3 separate regions of the Mus musculus genome follow, and all the other regions are linked to region 1. The links are chromatin contacts, called in public Hi-C and HiChIP or PLAC-seq maps. All regions are on one chromosome and are shown on one strand. Each heading gives the region's core, a stretch centred on a gene start, on an enhancer-like site or on the middle of the called end of the contact. The rest is flanking DNA. Distances are from core to core; before and after follow the strand shown.

Region 1 (2,893 bases), core at 264-2,763:
CCCAGAGTAGGTAGAAGCTGATTACAAACATCTGTTGGGGGCAGTGGGAGAGAAGGAGCTGACAGCTGGGTAAATCAACAAATCAGCAAGATGAAGCCTTCCCAGGGTTCCAGAGTGAAAGGCAGGTGGGAAACCCAAGTGCCTGCAGCTGGAAAGGCATGGCGGAGGCAGGCAGGAGTGGAGTTGGAGGCCGAAGATGATGAGGAGGGTCAAGTTGGTGGATGTCTAGAAGGAGAGGCAATTTGGTATCCAACCAGATCGGATTTAACTTCTAAAGATGTGTCAGATACCTTGTGGATACTCTTCTGAGGGAGCACTCGGGTTTGGGCTCCTGCTGTGATCTTAAGATGGCTGGTGTGTCTAAGTACCATGATAACCAGCAGATGTGATAACGTTTTGAGATGTAGTCGTGCCTGGGCTATTCCTGTTGCTTTCCTAGAACTATTTGTAAAATGTTGACAACTGGTTACTAATTGGCAGAGGCATTAGTGAGAATGGAGTGCAGTTAGCACACAGTTAGACTTCGTTGAACCAAAGCAACTCAAGAGCCTCACCTCTTATTTACCTTTTAGACTTTAACATCCTTTACACATCAGCTTGTCAGCTCTGAAGTCTCCAGGAGAGTGGGCACCTGGCTTTCTGGCCAATCGCCACAAAGCAAGCAAGTTCTGTAAGCCCAGAGGATCCAAAGGCAAAGCAGCCAGCGCTGAGTTCAAAGCTCTAAGCTCTAAGCTCTAAGCTCTGCATCCCTGCAGTCCCCTGTAGGAACTGTCACCCTGCTGCCTGTCTCAGTCCAGCAGAGCTCAGAACAGTCCTAGGATTTTTCAGTGTAATTTGTCTTTTCCCCGCCCCGAGAGCTTGAATTAGGCTCTGCTGTCTCTGCTGGGGGAAATCCCCTCTGGCTCCCCAGTCTGGCTAGCCTCCTCTGACTGCTTTTGCTTTCTGGAAGGGAAAGGGATCCCCGTGTCTGACAGGGAGGGATAATGAAGAATTCTTGGCTTCTGAAAAGGAGAGCCATGATGCCCCTGCTGACAGACAGACTCCAGGTTCACAGCAATACAGGTGGCAGCTGCCTCCGTGTACCGTGGGAACTGGGATGGGCCACTGGGCTACACATAGCTGGAATTCCTGAGCAGGGAGTGTGGAGGGAGAGTACTGGCCCTGACTGCTGGCCCTGGGTCAAGATGACCAGCGGAGGGAGGCAGACCCAGTGGAGGGCAAAGTGAGTAAGTCCTGCAAGGCCCTGGTACTCACAGGCTCCTTGCACACCACAAGGAAAATCCATCTTTTTTTTTTTTTTCTTTCCTAGCATCAGTGAGCCCATTCTGTTTTCAGCAGTTGGTTGCTTCCCTCATGGCTTTCCCAGTTCAAGGGCTTGTGGACTGGAAATATGGAAATCACTGCTGCCCTCCAGTGGCTTCATGTGGGACCACAGACTCTACCAGGGCCATTACCAATAAGCACATCTGCACTGGTCCCGGGCGTGGGGCGGGGTGGGGTGAGTCAGAGGTTTCACTCTGCCTCTCTGGGCTTTAGCCTATTTTTTTTTTAAGTCTCATATTATTCTTAGGCAAGAGTGTGAGTCCTAGCATAAGAATGGAAATCCCAGTTCAGGGTCTTCAGCCTTGGTGTTGCCAGCATTTAGGGGCAGGCATTGTGTGTTGTGGAGCTGCCCTGGGCACAGTAGGATGCCACTTAGCAGTGTCCAATCCACCAGATGCCAGTGACACAGTTCTCCTCTTCCCAAGCATGACATTCAGACATTGTGAAATCGCCCTTAAACTGTCCGGGGGCTATCTCTCAGGCAGCCCTCTTAGCTCTGCAACCACATCAATTGCTGGCCTAACTACTCACCATGTCTGAGTCCCCTCTGGGTGCCAGTCACTGCCAGGCCCTGGGGGTAGAAAGACAAATTAAGGTTCTGTGCCAAAGAGATAACATAAGCTCTCAGTCTTCATTGTGTTCCCTGAGGGAAGAACCAGAGACAATGAGATAGATGCTGGCTACTTTCTTCTGACAATGAGATAGATGCTGGCTACTTTCTTCTGCCTCAATCCCATCTAGAGACTCTCAGGGGCAAGCTCAACATCTGAAAGCCTTTGCCCAGCCCTGGGGTGTACGTCAGGCAAAGCCCCCGGGCTCTTAGGGACCATGGTAGCAGCCGTGTCTGGAAGACTAGTGGTCAGCTCTGCACAAGCGGTCTCATTGTCTCAGATACAACACGCTGGATAAGGCAGAAACCTGGGCAGCCTAAGATGTGCACTAAGATGTAGGACACTCTGAGGAATGTCAAGAATCTCTAGATTCTTTTCCTGTCACTCAGTTGAATCTCACCATTTGCTACCAATTTTAAATGACAATGAGCCTCAATGGGATAATTCAAATTGGGCTTAATGAGGAGGAGGAAAAAAAAAAAAAAAAAAAAGCAAGACAGGCATGGAGCACCACGGGTAAAGGGGAGGTGGCCCCAGCCTTGCTTCCTGAGCCCTTTGCTGAAGGCTACGTCCTCAGAAAGAGAGCGCACAGTTGATCAACTGGGATACTCCATCTTCACAGTCAGAGGTCTCCCTCCATCCCATCCCTGCCGTGTTAGCACTTGTTGAAGGAGGCCCACTCTAGGTGGAGAGAACACAGAAATAAGTGCCTGTTATCCAGCCCTAGGGAGGCTGAGACAGGAGGGTCCAAGAGTTCAAACCTCAGCTATATAGCAAGTTTGAGGCCAGCCTAGGCTACAGTCTCAGAAAGGAAGGGTGGGAAAAGGAAAGTAACAGTGGGGTGGGGGAGGGGCTCCGAGTCCTTATGCCAACGTATGTAGCTGGCTGCTGTTAGAGAGCCCAGCCATCCTGCGCTAGCCCTGAAGGTGGTGGTGGTGAGGTTGGGTTGGGGGTGCTGA
Region 2 (2,893 bases), core at 125-2,624, 410 kb after region 1:
GCCTTGGCCACCATGTCTTTTTTTTTAAAGATTTATTTATTTATTATATGTAAGTACACTGTAGCTGTCTTCAGACACACCAGAAGAGGACGTCAGATCTTGTTACGGATGGTTGTAAGCCACCATGTGGTTGCTGGGACTTGAACACTGGACCTTTGGAAGAGCAGTCGGGTACTCTTACCCACTGAGCCATCTCACCAGCCCGGCCACCATGTCTTATCACGACCATATAAAAGTAACTAAGACGGGTAGGTGAAATGATCTGGAGTTTACAGTGCCTGCCACAAAGCCTGACAACCCGAGTTGGATTTCCAGAACCTGTACATTAGGAGAGAACCAACGACTCCAAGCTGTTCTCCAATTCCCGCATACACTAAACAAACAAACAAACAAATGGAATTTAAAGATTCAAACAAAAAGTAAGGCAAGATACCTTGTTGAAGAGTCCTATTTTTGAGCCGGGTATGGTGGCGCACGCCTTTAGTCCCAGCACTCGGGAGGCAGAGGCAGCCTGGTCTACAAAGTGAGTTCCAGGACAGCCAGGGCTATACAGAGAAACCCTGTCTTGAAAAACAAAACAAAACAAAACAAAACAAACAAACAAACAAAAAACCAGTCCTATTTTTGGCAGTGTAAGTTTTTTTGGTTTGGTTTGGTTTTTTGTTTTGTTTTTTAGTTAAGTCTAATTGGGACTTTGGTGAGATAGTGACTTCTTCACCTCTTTGCCGAAGCAGAGAAGTTCATTTTGTCAAAGACCAGGATTCAGAGGGCCATGGCAAGATTCCATCTTGAGAAGGAAGTAGGACTGAGCAGCCCTAGGGGCCTGATTCAAGGGACTCTCCCAAGAGCTAGAGCCTCTGGTCAAGCTGCCAGGCTTGCAGAGGAAGGACGACAGCTGCAGGAGGCAGAACGCAAAGACCAGATGTGGACAGATGAAGCTCAGGGGACAGCTTGGCTCTGGTAGTAAAGGCTACCCACGGTGGTAGGGCCCACTCCTTGTGGCCAGCAGCTGAGCAGGTGACTCAGAGCAACCTTGCAGTAAGAGCCCTGAGCCTGAAGTCAGCCAGCTGAGAATCTAATCCTCGACAGGGCAAAGATCATGGATGTTGAAATAAGAATTCTTGAATGTCTGACTTCCCTAACTACCCCCCTCCAGCAGGGTTAATGCTGAGCTGGGTTTGCAAGCAGAGGCTGTTCCTTCTGTACAGATCTCAGGCCTGCACTTAGTTCCCAGAAGACCACTGCCCTCCCCCCACCCACCCCGGCTAGACAGGATGGGGTGGGGGTTGTATAAACTGGGGAGTTTCTAGGAGTGTGAGGAAAACCTGCTCAGCCCACAGACTGCAAGGCTTAGTGTGGCCAGAAGAGGCTCCTGGTGTGCAGAGGGAAGTTCCTAAAAGGAAGACATCTGACTCAGCACCAGTCCAGGAGACTCCACTGTCAATGAACCCCTCTCAATTTGGCAGAGTCCTATTTTAGAGGATCTAGAAAGACGCGACTCAAATACTGTCTTTTTTTGTTGTTGTTGTTTTTTTTGTTTGTTTGTTTGTTTGTTTTTCGAGACAGGGTTTCTCTGTATAGCCCTGGCTGTCCTGGAACTCACTCTGTAGACCAAGCCGGCCTCGAACTAAAAAATTGACCTGCCCCTGCCTCCCGAGTGCTGGGATTAAAGGCATGCGCCACCACACCTGGCCAATACTGTCTTAATTACTTTATGTTCCTGTGACAAAATACCATGACTGGAGCAACTTCTACAGGAAAAATGTTTACTTGGGCTTATGGTTTTAGAGTTAAGAGTCCCTGATAGCTGGGTAAAAGTGTGGCAGCAGCAACAGCTGAGAGTTCACAGCCTGACCCACAAGCAGGTCTCAGGAGTGCAAGCCAGGCCTGGTGACTCACTGTCTCTTTCTGTTGTCTGCGGATCCAAATGTAGAAATCTCAGCTCTTTCTCCGGTCCCATGTCTGCCTGGATGCCGCCATGATTCCTGCCATGACAATAATGCGCTAAATCTCTGAACTGTAAGCCAATCTCAACTAAATGCTTTTCTTTGTAAGAGTTGCTGTGGTCACGGTTTCTCTTTGTGGCAATAAAACCCTAACTAAGACAATACTCAAATTATAAACCTTTGAAACAAGATTAAGACAATAAGTGCTCCCAAAAGGCAGGTGAAATTTATTCAGCAATAATATAACCAATGTAGCAATTAATATAGTGATATGAATTATATTAATTAATGTAATTAATTAATAATTGTAATTACTATTACAATTTTCACTTGGTTCCATTGCATCTGTATAAGTAGAGATTTCTCTATAATAATTTTACAAAATGAATGACTTAGAGCTTGTGACTCCTTTATAACAAAAAAGTTTAGGTTCATAATCAATATTTGATTGGTGTGGGATTCTACTTCCTAAAATAAAGATGGGTTCAAATTCACCTAAAAAAGTCCCTGAGAAAAGAATGTACTATTGAAGATAGATAAGTCTAAGCTTACACACCCAGACTTATCAGGCACTAGCTAAAGGCTTCCCCTCCTTTACACTAGGGGAAGAAAGGAAATCCAGGCTCTTTAGCTTGGCCTCAGCCTTAGCAGTAAACTCCTGGGTGGCTTTCTGCAGAGGAAGCCGGGGTGGGCCCATTGGAATCCCAGAGACCAGCGTCATGATGGCTTTGGTTTGCGACACTCCAAAACCTAGATGGGAAAAACAAAGGGTGAGATGTATCCTGTACTGCCCACTTCCCCACAAACATCCCAAAGAAGAGTAAGGCTCTACTATAAAACCTGGTAAACCTAAAAAGTGAGAACACTTGTAGTTAGGTTGCCTGAGCTGGGCATGGTGTCCACACCTGTAATCCCAGCACTTGGGAGGCAGAGATAGGGGAACCAGA
Region 3 (2,893 bases), core at 279-2,778, 280 kb before region 1:
CTATTATGGCTTCCAGGAACTTACGCAACATCCTATCAGTTTGGCCTGCTCAAAGAACAAGTCTGATCAACAAGGCAGGGTTCTTCTTTAAGAATTCTGAGGCTAGTTGAGGAAACTCACACTGTAATTAAGTCATGAAGTTCACCAAGGGTATGGGATAGGGCATTTCAGCATCTTTTTTTGTTTTTTGTTTTGTTTGGGACAGGGTTTCTCTGTATAGCCCTGGCTGTCCTGGAACTCACTTTGTAGACCAGGCTGGCCTCAAACTCAGAAATCCGCCTGCCTCTGCCTCCCGATCAGCATCTTTTTAAAATACTTTTTCTCTGGCCCGGAGTTGAACATGCTCGATTCTCTTTATTTTATTTTGATTTTTCTCTGTGGAGACCTGGTTATCCTAAAACACAGTCTACAGATCAGGCTGGTTTTGAACTCACAGAGATCCGCCTGCCTCTGCTTCCCAAGTGCTGGGATCAGAGGTGTTCAACATGACCAGCAGGCCTCTTGATTGCTTAGGTGTGTGTGTGTGTACATGTGCGTGTGTGATGTGGGTGGGGGTGGCTACGTATGTCATGACGCACATGTGTCAATCAAAGGACGACTCTGTGGAGTTCCCTCCTTCCATTTTGACCTGGATCCAGTGACCGACCCCAAATCTCTGAGATTGCACAGCAAGTGCCTTTGTCTGCTGAACTCGATCTCACAGCTCCGCGGGAGCTTCACCTGCTTCTTGTTGTTGTTGTTGTTTTCTAGGAAGGGTCCCTGTCTTAGTCAGGGTTTCTATTCCTGCACAAACATCATGACCAAGAAGCAAACTGGGGAGGAAAGGGTTTATTCGGCTTACACTTCCATCCTGCTGTTCATCACCAAGGAAGTCAGGACTGGACCTCAAGCAGGTCAGGAAGCAGGAGCTGATGCAGAGGCCATGGAGGGATGTTCTTTACTGGCTTGCTTCCATTGGCTTGCTCAGCCTGCTCTCTTATAGAACCAAGATTACCAGCCCAGAGATGACACCACCCACAAGGGCCTTTCCCCCTTGATCACTAACTGAGAAAATGCCTTACAGTTGGATCTCATGGAGGCATTTCCTCAACTGAAGCTCCTTTCTCTGTGATAACTCCAGCTGTGTCAAGCTGACACACAAAACCAGCCAGTACAGTCTCTTATTGGCCCAGATCTTGCACATTCGGTTCAGCTGGCTAGAAAGCCTGTCTCTGCCTCCCCAGCGCTAAGATTAGAAAGGATGTGATGTGACTCCACCCTTGTTGGTTTGTTTTGGTTTTGGTTTGTTTGTTTGTTTGTTTTTAAACTTGGACTCTGTAGGCTGTGAGGCTTGTGAGGCCAGCATTTTACCTACAGAACGTCTCCCCAGCCTCCACCACCTCCAAAGAACCAGTTCACACTGGTTCATCCTCTGACCAGCCAGTGAAAAAACACATCCACATCCTGACAGGAGGAGAGGAAGGTACTGGATAGGCTCAGACTCTTCCGGTCAGCAAGCAGATGGTGCAGAGCACGGCCCCCATCCAGCCTCCGCCTGGAGGGAGGAATGCCTCCTCCTACTTCCCTCAGGGGTGCGGCTGCATCCTCAGAGCTGAGAGCTGTGGAGACAAACGGAGGCAGCTCTCCCAGACAAGGCTCTGCCATAGGCCCTGGATGCTTATAACCTGGCCTGGACCAAAGGCCACCTCACACCTTCAGATCCCTGACTTCTACCCTTACTGGTCAAGATCTTTCTTTCCATTTTTCTGTCACCAGGCCTCTCATCTCATCTGTCATAGTCTTTCTGTTTAATCCAATATGAATAATATTATATATGTTTTCTTACTTGTTATTTAGTGATATAAATGATCACACAATAAATTTGTATCAAGAAAATGCAATATACATTCTAACTATATCACTATTATTTTATTTTTATTATTAATTTTTTTAATTAATGTGAGCGGTTATTTTGATGGCATGCTTGTTTTGACAACATGTGCGTACCTGATTCTCAAGGAGGCCAGAGAGGCCATCAGAGCCCGTAGAACTAGAATTTCAGATGGTTGGGAGCCACTATGTGGGTGCTGGGAAGTGTAGGTTGTGAGCCACTATGTGGGTGCTGGGAAGTGTATATAGGTCCTCTGGACGTGCAGCAAGCACTCTTATCTGCTGAGCCATCTCTCTGTCCCCATCACTTATTTTACAGAGGAAAACAAGGAGGTTCAAGAAGATTAGGTAATTTACCACAGGCTATGCAAAGAGGAAATAACACCCCAGGGCATTTTGATCCAAGATCTCTGTACCCCGGGGCCAGTTTTGTCACCTTGAATTGCCGAATCATTATGACACAAGTCTTGCCTCTCCCTGGCAATACTCTGACACTTCCTTATGGACCCTTCCTCCTGCAGGCCTTCACCAAAAGCATCAACAGAGACAAGCACTCTGCAGTGGCCTACTTCCAGAGAGGAATGCTCTACTACAGAATGGAGAAGTAAGTGGTCCGCTGCCACTCAGGCTGTGGGAGCGTGACAGCGCCTGATGGATCGGGCTTTCTTCTGTAGTCTTGGTATTCAATCAGGACCTCCAGCTTTTGTGGGTAGGAAGGCTGGCTTGCTTTCTCTAGGCAGTTATGCAAGGAGTAGTAAGCAAGAGGCTTTTCTGGGAAGGGGAGGCAAGCCTGACCTCATTGTAAGTAAGTCATCATTAGCGCACAGCGGCAAGGAGCCTGAAACAGCCACTGGCTGGTTGTTTGGCTACCCAGCCCTCTCAACAATGTCCTTAATGAGGACGTTCACTGTGCTTCTCTGTGCGGGACTGAGCAGTCCCAAGACAAGGCTCATCATGAAAGCGAATCAATCCTGGCTTCACCCATGCTGAATGTGTTTGCAAAACCCAGTTTAAACTAGAGGGT

The links. Hi-C and Micro-C count contacts between places; a contact is called where the count stands out from the background. HiChIP or PLAC-seq counts read pairs in DNA pulled down with a chosen protein or histone mark.
Region 2: a contact with region 1 is called in a Hi-C map of embryonic stem cells, with 2.3 times the contacts expected there. The contact joins two enhancer-like sites. A contact is called at or near these places in 5 of 484 Hi-C or Micro-C datasets (CD8 T cells, differentiating embryonic stem cells and embryonic stem cells) and 2 of 115 datasets of contacts at active chromatin or transcription factors (embryonic stem cells and extraembryonic endoderm stem cells).
Region 3: a contact with region 1 is called in an H3K27ac HiChIP or PLAC-seq map of embryonic stem cells, with 9 read pairs. The contact joins two enhancer-like sites. A contact is called at or near these places in 1 of 39 promoter capture datasets (the C10 cell line), 1 of 15 datasets of contacts at CTCF or cohesin (the NIH/3T3 cell line), 1 of 484 Hi-C or Micro-C datasets (embryonic stem cells), 8 of 115 datasets of contacts at active chromatin or transcription factors (embryonic stem cells, epiblast stem cells, large pre-B cells and 1 more) and 3 of 9 other capture datasets (adipose tissue, embryonic stem cells and liver).

Annotation. Positions count from the first base shown.
Region 1 is chr1:153,090,993-153,093,885 of GRCm38.p6, forward strand. The region is part of intron 7 of Nmnat2 (nicotinamide nucleotide adenylyltransferase 2); the gene reads left to right. Among named protein-coding and RNA genes, the nearest start is that of Lamc2, 94 kb to the right of the region's middle. Within about 2 kb of position 1,514, at least 133 of the 459 cell types and tissues checked have an H3K27ac peak or open chromatin away from gene starts, as enhancers often do. A contact at or near this core is called in adipose tissue, differentiating embryonic stem cells and embryonic stem cells, where this site is marked.
Region 2 is chr1:153,500,862-153,503,754 of GRCm38.p6, forward strand. Npl (N-acetylneuraminate pyruvate lyase) reads right to left here. Exons shown (of 12, transcript NM_028749.1): 12 at 2,155-2,696. The coding sequence ends at 2,512. Among named protein-coding and RNA genes, the nearest start is that of Dhx9, 15 kb to the left of the region's middle. Within about 2 kb of position 1,375, at least 68 of the 459 cell types and tissues checked have an H3K27ac peak or open chromatin away from gene starts, as enhancers often do. A contact at or near this core is called in differentiating embryonic stem cells and embryonic stem cells, where this site is marked.
Region 3 is chr1:152,808,528-152,811,420 of GRCm38.p6, forward strand. Ncf2 (neutrophil cytosolic factor 2) reads left to right here. Exons shown (of 16, transcript NM_010877.5): 3 at 2,391-2,473. Among named protein-coding and RNA genes, the nearest start is that of Ncf2, 9.8 kb to the left of the region's middle. Within about 2 kb of position 1,529, at least 77 of the 459 cell types and tissues checked have an H3K27ac peak or open chromatin away from gene starts, as enhancers often do. A contact at or near this core is called in adipose tissue and embryonic stem cells, where this site is marked.